Regions from separate parts of the Capsicum annuum genome. Here region 2 is linked to region 1. A link is a contact called in public Hi-C data. All regions are on one chromosome and are shown on one strand. Each heading gives the region's core, a stretch centred on a gene start, on an enhancer-like site or on the middle of the called end of the contact. The rest is flanking DNA. Distances are from core to core; before and after follow the strand shown.

Region 1 (5,193 bases), core at 1,254-3,753:
AATCTGCTACCTTGGGGCATAATTGTGCATCAAGAAGGATGTTTTCAGGCTTTATGTCACAATGTATGATGCAGTCCCTGCACTTCTCATGGAGATAAGTCAAGCCTCTAGCTGTCCCCAGTGCCACCTGGTACCTCGTTTTCCAATCCATAACATCTGACTGCTTCTCGGTAAAAAGATGTGAATCCAAGGATCCATTTTCCATGTAATCGTAAACCAGCAGTTTCTTGTTACCTTCAGAGCAAAATCCACGAAGGCGTACAAGATTAACATGTTGGATTGTCCCGATTGTGCTGACTTCTGATCGAAATTGCTTCTCTCCCTGGCTGATGCTATCGAGCCTCTTAACAGCAATAACAGATGAATCAGATAGTTTCCCTTTGAAAACAGAACCAAAACCTCCACCTCCTAACTTCTCTGAGAAATTTTTAGTTGCATGTTGCAAGTCTTTGTAACCAAATGCAACCAATGAACCCTCCACTGTTTTCCCACTTCCAATATTATGCCTACGCCTTCTCCGGTATACAACAAAAAGAAGGCCAAGAATGATAACTACAGCAACAGAAGACCCCACAGAAACACCAATTGGAATTCCCTTTTTACTCTTGGATTTTGGGATGTCAGATGCAGCTAACCTGACATAGATCGACCTGCCCCTGCCATCATTTTGTGAGAATTGCTGCATATTCAAGAGATCGCCATCCCAAATTGAGCATGAACTGTCATAAGCATAAGCAGTACAATTGCAATTATTCAGACAGGTAGATTCACATTCTGCAGCACTTCCAGCAGAAACATTTAAAGGATTATCAGGTACTTTCATCTGCGGATGCATCCAAAATTCATCTTTCTCCCCATTCACGTTGCCACATTGCGACTTTGTTATCCTCTCACATCCTCCAGTATAATCATTTTGATTCCAATCAGTCTCTGAACTATGCTGGAAACCATCCAAACAATTGCAGAAAGGCAAGCTTTCCTGACAAATAGCAAATGGTCCACAAAAAGCATAAACTTCACACTGTTGTCTAGGTTGAGACCAAAACAGGTTCCACTGATTTGAAGAATCCAACCATGTGAGTTGCTTAATCTGTCCTGAGACATCCATAATGAATCTTGATATGATTTTATCATTATAAAGGGAGTATATAAAATAGCTTTCATTCTGGTTCTCCTCATAGCTAAAATTGTATATATAGTTTGTACTCATCTCAGGCACCCCGCTGAAAATTCGACCATTCCATGGTCCAGTATCATAATATTTCTCAGTTCTATTGAACCTTATAATATACTGCTTCTCATTGGGGTCCAACTCAAGTGAATACAGCCCGGGTGCAGGATCATTTGGACTTTTCCATGATGTAAGAAGCTGCTTTGTTTTTGTAACATTATTGTAAGAAAGTTTAGCACCAGGCAACCAAGTATTGCCAGGATTATTAAGACTTTGCCAAAGTGGCGGGGTTGAATTAGCCACATCAGTCAAGATCAAATTACCATCATCTCGAAGAACTGCCACCACAGAATTTGACTTACTGGAGCTGATATTTGTGGACCAAATTGGAGTTTTGGACTCATCAACCAGTACTAAATTACCATCCAAGATTTTTAACTCAGCAGAATTTTTATCACGAACTGGTTTTTCCCTGTTTGCAACCCAAACAGCAGTTTGTTCAACCACTTTATCATACCACATGCCTATGTAGTAGTTGGAAGAATTACCTGGTTTGAAGAAACCAAGCTTAAACTTCCCACCTGAAGAGATAATTGCTTGGTCACCAGAAAGGGATTGATTTGCAGAAATAGTGTCAGCTGCTTCAATATAGAGATGGGGTTTTAGAGAAAAACATAAGTACAACAAAGAAAGGAGGAAAAAAGAATTGATTTTTATGGCCATAGCTGCTAAGAGCTTGTGCAGAGGACAAAGATATGTGATGAACAAAGCAGATTTATATCTCTTTTCAGAAGAAGGCCAAAGACATTCATGGGATTTTCTTGAAGAATGGGTCATGATACAAATAAACTTTCATATGACTGCTGGAAAACAGAACTACTTGGTCTGGCTTCAAGCCAACAGGCTAATGTTAAATTGACTTTTTCACCCTTAATCCCTCTGTCTTAAATTCAAAATACAATAAAGAAGCAATTAGAGAAATAATAGTACCTAAAAGTTTCACTTTAGTTGAGCCTAAGATCTAGTTTCTCCTATTTTTATAAGATTCCACTTATGAGACTATACTCAAAATATTGTCATTATTGTTATAATAATTCAATTAAAAAAGAGAAAGTTGTTGTTTAAGCAGGAAAACGAACTATTTTTTACTAATAAATGAAGAAAATGATTCTTTTTCTACTAGGAATAGTACAATGTTTACATGGTCCAAACAAATTTTGAATGTTATAATGGTTAAATATTCAAAATTGACCATATTTGCGTTGCCTAATTCCAATTAGTTTAGTGAGTCAAAATATTTGGTCAAGCTGTTCGTATTTTCTTTGCGATAACAGGAGATTAACAAGAATCGTTGATGCATAATAATTTGGGTCACCATTTTGCGTTAGTCTTAAGTTTTATTCGTCAAGACTAATAACTTTTTCGCGAAACATAAATTTAGATTTCTCCATCACAGTATTACACAAATTATCCGCAGCTAAGAATAAATTCAATTATTAGGAAAAAAAAAAAAAATAAGACCAACTCAGGCAAACAGTGCGAATGAATATCAGAATTTGCTCAATGTACGGTCTATGGCAGACATGAAATATTTTGATGTCGGAACGTGACGAGCTAATAGCATTATATTCCGGGAAAATATTCAAATTTGTGGCACAACATTAAAGTTCAATTCTGACATAGCTGAACTGGACAAATATTTCATACATGAAAATGGGTCAACTATTAAAATATGAATATGTTTTTGATGCATGAAGTATGACTTCTATCAACCATCAGCAAGTCCTTGCATTTCTCGTTCTTTTTTATTAACCCTTCTAGGAGCTTCCTCATTATTTTTGCTCCCTTGATGATTCGAAGTACCAATCTTAAGATTGGAAATAAAAAATAGTTATCATTCGAACAATTTTTTCTTATGATTTCGTTTCGCAACAAATAAATTACAATAGTATTTCTTTATATTTTAATCTAAACCATGAATAATTCAGGGTATTTTAGTAATTCTGAACAAATGAGGGAAACACAGCTGGAAGAAAGTCCTCCCACGTGCTATGTATGAGGAAGAAAAGTCTTTGAAGGCTAAAGATTTTTCGGTCGCCCATTGTAGCACCTAATATATCGATTGAGATTACTAATAGCTACAACTAATAGTCCCCTAGGGTGTGTTTGACAGAAATTATTTTCAATCTTGTTTTGATTGGCTTAATGTTTTGAAAAACCTATTCTTCAGAAAAATAAGCTTAGAATGACTTCTTGAATAGAAATAAGGAAAAATAAGTTTCACAAGTAAAGTCAGAGCCAGAATTTTCACCAAAAAGATTCAAAATATGAAAAAATGAACATATGAAAGAGTCGAATGGGTTCAATATCTATTATATGCACGTACAATCATGTTAACCATATTTAAACAATGTAATTTTTCACCGAAGGAAGTTCAGATGAACCTCCTTAGCGCTGACTATGTAACAAATTAGTGCAACTTACTATCTTATTTAATTTACTGCATTTAACAGGTTAAAATAATTACTAGGTGAGGTTTGTTCACCTTATAAAGTGGCCCGAAAGTTAGTAATTTTAGGAGTAAGTTAGGTGGAATAAAACGTTAAATTTAGAAGTTATATTTGTAGTAGGAGTCTATATATACAGAGTAAAGTTGCTCTGTTTTCTCTTATAATTGCAATTGTCATATTTTTTATTCAAGAAAAAGCTTTCGGTTGTTTTATTTTCCTTTACTGTTCTTGTTCTATAACTTCTCCTGCTCAATACTTTTGTTATTTGGTATCAGAGCAAGGTTGAAGGGAGGAATTTTTTTTTCTTTTCTATCTTCTTGTCTATCAATTTACTCTGTTGGAGAAGTTTGAAAAGTGTGAAGAGAAAGCTTTTGTCGTTTGTAGCAATGGAGGCCTCAAACGGGGGAAAAACTCAATATGGAATAGAAAAACTTATAGGTACTAACTACAAGTATTGGAGAATGTGTATGGAAGCATACCTTCAAGGTCAGGATCTGTGGAATTTAATTGTAGGAACTGATTCAATAATCCCAACCAATACTCCTGACAATGTTGAATCGCGAAGGAAATGAAAGATCAAGTGCGAAAAAGCACTCTTTGCTTTGAGGATTTTTATCAGCAAGGAGTTTATTGATCATGTTCGTGATAATGTCTCTCAAAAAGAAGTTTGGGACACGCTAGAAAGGTTGTTTACCAAGAAAAATACAGCAAGGCTGCAACTATTGGAGAATGAGTTGGCAATGTTACAACAGGAAGGTATGTCTATCTCAGATTACTTTTTGCGAGTTTAAAAGTATTTGTGCTGAAATTTCAGAGATTAATCCGAAAGAGAAGATTAGTGAGTCGCGTCTACGACGCTATCTTATTCGTGGCTTGAAAAAGGAGTACGGTCCTTTTGTCACTTCCATTCAAGGATGGCCGCAATAACCATCTGTTGAGGAATTGGAGAACATGTTTTCTAATCAAGAAGCTTTAGCTAAACAAATGGCTAAGAATCTTGAAACTGATGATGTTTTATTTTCTAAAGAGAAGTCGAACAAGAAGAATACATCAACTTGGAACAAAAATAAAGAAGAAGAACAACCACGGAAAAAGGTGGAAATTCACATAATAACAAGAAGTGCTACAGATGTGGAAAAATTGGGCACATCAAGAAAAACTGTCGAGTAAAACTTTCTAAAGCCAATATTACGTGCACCAATGATGAAGATGAGCAAATGAAATGGGAACAATGTTTTAGCATCGAAGCTGTTGAACAAAAGTCAGCACAAGATTTTGTCAATTATGCTAATAACAATAAGAGGGAAGAGTGGATCGTTGATTCAGGGTGCCCTCATCATATCACTGAAGATGATTCTCTATTCTCGGAGATGCGAGAACATCATGGAGATCGAGTCATTATTACAGCAGATCACTCGACATGTCCAGTAGCAAAAGAAGGAGTTGTGACGATTGAGGTTGCTGATGATAAATCCAAAAGTATCAAATTGCAGGACGTTTATCATGTTCCAG
Region 2 (5,335 bases), core at 1,622-4,121, 44 kb before region 1:
TACTCATCTGCCTTTCAAGATGAAAATTTCTTGGAATCATCGAATGAAGCAGAAGACACGATTACACTCACAAGGGAAGACAAACAAAGAATTTACAACCCTTGGCGATTCTCAGTCATAATTAAAACAACGAGAAGAAAATTCACCCACCAATATCTAAGGACGAAATTAACAGATCTATAGAAGATTCAAGAAAGCTTTGCCCTTATAGATCTGGGGATGGAATTCTTCACAGTTAAGTTTAATAGCGAAGAATACCAAAGGAAGTCTCTACAATAGGGTACTTGGTCGTAGCTAGAGCATACCTATCGGTTCAAAGTTGGGAACCCAACTTTATTCCTATTGAATCAAAGATTCAAAGCACTATTATTTGGGTACGACTACCAACGAAATTCTATGACATCAGAAATCTGGAAAAAAGTGGGGAGAAAGATTTGGACACTAGTTAAGATTGATACATGTACACCCTCAACATTGAGAAGGCATTATGCACGTATAAGCATTCATATCCCTTTTGAAACCCCAATAGAAACACCGCGATAGTAATTAGATGTCACAAACAAACAATTCAGTATGAGGGGAAAGGATTCTTGTGTAAGTCATTCAGTCATCTAGGGTACACGATAACCAACTGCAAGCTTCCTCAATCCAATTCGGCTCACCGAGAAAAGACTAAACAATAAGAGATAGCAACCTCACCAGCACTCAATCAAGAGTGGCAGACGGTATCCTTCAAGAAATGGAAAAGGAAAAAGACAGGAGGGAAAAAGTCCATCCCAGGAGAAGAGCGCTCAGGTAAGTTTTCTCAATCCCAAAAATCCCATATCAAAAACCCAGTCTCCCTTTTGAGAACGGAAGGCGACGAGAAGGGAAAAGCTTTAATTTTTATGACCCCTAATGATTTGGGTTGGCCCAATAACAATAAAGGTCTTTTAGGGACACTAACCTTGGAGGCAAAATCCTCAAGTAAAGGGACCACACCTCTAAGGCCCATTATGGAGGATGAATTGTTACAACCCAATTTTCCTACTCTCAACTTAAGAGTCCAAGAAAAAAAATAAGAATGATAATCCTTCTAGCTCAAGGACTATGGGAAAATCCCATTCCCATCAAAGTCATGTTGGAGAAAAAGCTGAGTCGTCTTCCTCAAAATTTGAACCCTTCTCTTCCACAAATTTGTCAGTGGCCTAATGATAACTCATCTTTCTGAGAACAAAAAAAATTCTTACAGTCAAGTCAAGGACCTTGCCATGATTGAAGAAGAGGATAAAACTGGCAGAGACAAGCCATTATACACCCTACTATTCCTAAAGGTAGCAGTAGTAAGGCTTCTCCAAAACTTGACGCTATCAATATTAACTCTATCTCTCAATCTCCATCAGAACAAACTGGAAAGGATGAAAATACACCCTACTATTCCTAAAGGTAGCAGTAGTAAGGCCTCTCCAAAACTTGACGCTATCAATATTAACTCTATCTCTCAATCTCCATCAGAACAAACTGGAAAGGATGAAAATAGTAAACATCTCATCCACTAAACAAGCCCTGACCCCCATAACTTTCACCTCCACACCACTATCAGTAGACCATCAACCAAACTCTTGGTTGGAAATAGAACTGCTGGAGCAGATGGTCCCTCTCCAAATGCTATGGGAAGGAAAGAAATTCATGATCATCATTAGAACAAAGAAATTCATGATCATCATTAGAACAAAGAAATTCATGATCATCATTAGAACCCTCATTACCTATCCCAAGTTATTATGGAGGGAATGAGTCAGGGGTTGCAGATTTTTGGTCAAAACATATGGATGATTGCCCTTATAAAACTGACCAACCAAGCCTCTCTAGGACCACTAACCCTGGAAATCTGAATGTAGAAATGGCACTAACAAGCCAGTGACTACTCGTCTTTCCTCCAAAGATGACAAGTTTGCTGGAGGAAGAACCATATTTTGTGCTAACCTCTAGGATCCCATCAACAGAAAACATCCCCGCTAACACCATTGACCTCTTATCCAGCTGTTGACATCTAATTTTTGCCCTTCACGACTAAGTTTAATCCCGAGTTTTATCAATTTTAAAATAAAATTACAATATTTATTTTTTTCAGATAAAAGTTTTCTAAAAACATTTATCTAGGTAATTTTGCCATTTTAAGTGATGATTATATATTTTCAAAATAGTATAATTTTGTTACTTAAAAATATATTTTATGGAATAGCGAATTTTAATCGAGGCTTATCTGAAAAATAAATTCAAATGGTTAGAATCTTGATTTAAATATCATTTATTCTCAAAATAATTTATTTGAAAAAAATATCTATTTAATTTTATTAAATCAAGAAACTTGGGATTAAATGAGATATTGATTTATTTCGAGTTTTGATTTAATTTAGTCAATCTATTAGACTTGGCCATAATTGAAATCAAATTGGCCACAATTGCGATACAATTAGCCAATTGATTTTCAATATGATCAAAACTTTAATAAAATTGGTCAAATCTCTAAAATTTCAAAAATAATCTAATCCACCCAAAATCCTAACCTATCCAGCCCATTTCAGCAACAACAGGCCCCTTACTTAATTATTACTAAAAATTACACAAATACACAATTTATATTTTTAATATTACAAAAAATCTCAATTCCCTAACATATTACAAAAATCCCAACATATATACAGAATGCAATATATATGTAATAGGGAGAGAGTAAAATAATTAAAAAAATGGGAGAGAGTATCATTGCTTCCAAAAGGTTGGTATTTATGTTATTTATACCAATTATTAACCCACTCCAGGCATAACAACCACAATCCTGACCCGTCCCACACTTCTATTACTCTTCTCCTTCTCCAAACAAACAACAAAACAACCGACAAAATGTACAAACAGACGAGAACAACGTTCAACGTTTAGCAACAACAACTATACACGTACACAAATGAAGCCGCGATAATTTTTACCCGACCAAAACATGAATCCAGCTGCTCCATCCCACGATAATTTTGACCCGACTTCGACCCCAGCAGCTTCGATGAAGGTTCTAAAAGTTCGTCAATTCATTCATCTCCAATTCCTATCTGAATTCATACTAAAGCTAGTACAATATGTGGCTTCAATTGCCTTAATCCCCAAGAACAATGTTTGAATTTCAAAAATCAAATCAAAATATGGAATCTATAGAATATTCTGAGAACTTTCACTTACTTTCTTTTCATTCGTCGATGGTACTTAAGGATGATAACTCCTCTCATCATCATTCATTTATTGAGATTGATTCATAGCCGTGGGATATGGTGTTTTACCCAAAATCCTACATCGATGAAAACATCAATCATCCCCCAATTTCATCCTCTATGTAAGCACATTGTCAGCCAAATATAGTCAAGCCTCAAGAGAGTGAAAAAGCTGTTTTGAGCAAATCAGTTTAGCTTCTTGGTTCTTTAAAGTTTGAATATTGTTTCAAGTAATTGTTTTCAGATGAATATCTTACGCTTTAATCCTTGGCTCATGTTATTGGTTCTTTCACTCGGTTGGTTCTGTTGATTGAACATTGTTTGGAATGGCGTTTAGATTAGTGTTATCAACATGGTTTCTATCCTACTGCTTAGTTGAAAGATTTGCTTGTCGAGTTTATTTTTAGCGTGATGTTTTAAATGGAGACTGCCATTTGAGTTTCTTTAGCCTTCAATGTTTATGTTAGAAACTAGAGGATGGCAAGGTCGCCAGTCCAATGACTTCTTAAACAAAAAATATTTTTGACTCTAATAGATCTATTCTAAGAGTGTCGAAAGAGGATGAAGATTAGAATGGGATGATCTTGCATTTTCCTTCTTTGGCAATGGCAATTGTCTGATGTGTGAAAGATGCTCGTTCCAGTATAGTTAGCTTTATTAGTTCATCCAATTCCAAATCAAAGTTTGGAATAAATGATAGAATCTATACATGCACTTAGTATTGATGTTAAAATATTATTGAGTATGAACATGTTGTGACTTGAGATTTAATTAGAGTAAAGGAGGTCATAAAGTCCTCTCGTCTTCGAAAACAAGGTTAGGAGATGGGATAGAACATCACAGTTGTCTGCTTCCATCTTCAAGTGCCTACTGGCAGGGCTCTCTTTTCCTTAATATTTGAAATTATTTAAGTGCTTGCGTTGGTCTAATAACTGTTTGTTTTGTAGTCGGGTGCAATAGATGTGTTACAACGTATAGCAGCTGTTGTTTTGTTTTAGCTAAAAATCTCAAAGTCGGAAGGAGAAGCTATATTTTAAAACTGTTAATTTTATATCTATTTCTTTGATTCATGAGTTAAATATTGAATAACTTACTTGCTTTCAGAGTGTACTGTTACGTCTCTTCTAGCTATTAGGTAGATGTTCTCTTCTAGTTTCATTGCTTTCATCAAGTGCTCGGCTCTCATGTATGCTTAGAGTTATTTATTTCTGATCAGGTAGGTTACTAGAATCGATTAGGTAAAATTATAGTGTAGATCTCTGTCTTCATTTTAGGAATTAGGTGGTTTAGTTAAATTAGCCAGTTATCCCCTCAAATCTTCTCTGTTACTCTTTTTTCCACTGAATGTTTTATCTATTTTATCTGTTGAATCTAAGTGCTCTTTATTTTATTGGCAAAAATTATGTGTTTTCATTTAATAAGTTAGTTCACAAGTTACCTCTTACTTTCCTTCATTTCATTTTCCGTTTTCCAGGAAAGCGTTGGCTTGTTCTTATTTTTATTTATGTTTTTGCTACGATTTAGACTCGAATTGTCGTTTTTGAATTTATCTTGAAACAATAAAAGGTGTAGCCACATAATTTTATCCCTCCCGAGAGTGTGTTTTTACCCATTTACCCTCACTTTACCATAAACCTTCACCCATGTGATAATTTACACACAAAAACAAATTCAACAAAATTCCTAACAACTTTGACGCCTCATCCTAACAAATTAACCACTCAAATTTCAACACCCTCCACCTTATTCTAACCACACTCCTACCCCTATACCTCTTACCCCACATACCCCCTAAATCCCACCCCACTCACAATACATACGCATACACTCACTGGAAATAAAAAATAGACCATATACGCACAACACACAGATATACACACTATGGGTGAAATACACGTACATATACAATACACACACCTCACAAGTAACAAATAGAGGCAAGGGCCCACAGGGGAATATACTCACATACAACCCTGACCATTAAGGAGGAACTGGTCCATTTTTTTTCAGGGGAGCACACACAATATACACACATTACATCACAGAAAGGGGGGAGAGGCACAAAAACTCACTGGAAGGGCAACAATCTCACA

The links. A called contact is a pair of places that touch in the nucleus more often than the background predicts.
Region 2: a Hi-C map of placenta shows a contact between it and region 1, with 2.0 times the contacts expected there. The contact joins the enhancer-like site here to the promoter of LOC107878302 in region 1. A contact is called at or near these places in 2 of 5 Hi-C or Micro-C datasets (bud and placenta).

The regions. Positions count from the first base shown.
Region 1 is chr7:197,876,792-197,881,984 of UCD10Xv1.1, reverse strand. It overlaps LOC107878302 (G-type lectin S-receptor-like serine/threonine-protein kinase At2g19130), which reads right to left and starts at 2,503. Exons shown (of 1, transcript XM_016725238.2): 1 at 1-2,503. The coding sequence starts at 2,008.
Region 2 is chr7:197,920,742-197,926,076 of UCD10Xv1.1, reverse strand. It overlaps LOC107878301 (a long non-coding RNA gene), which reads right to left. Exons shown (of 5, transcript XR_007043064.1): 5 at 2,614-3,319. Among protein-coding and RNA genes, the nearest start is that of LOC107878301, 9.1 kb to the right of the region's middle. Within about 2 kb of position 2,871, at least 5 of the 5 cell types and tissues checked have an H3K27ac peak or open chromatin away from gene starts, as enhancers often do. A contact at or near this core is called in bud, where this site is marked.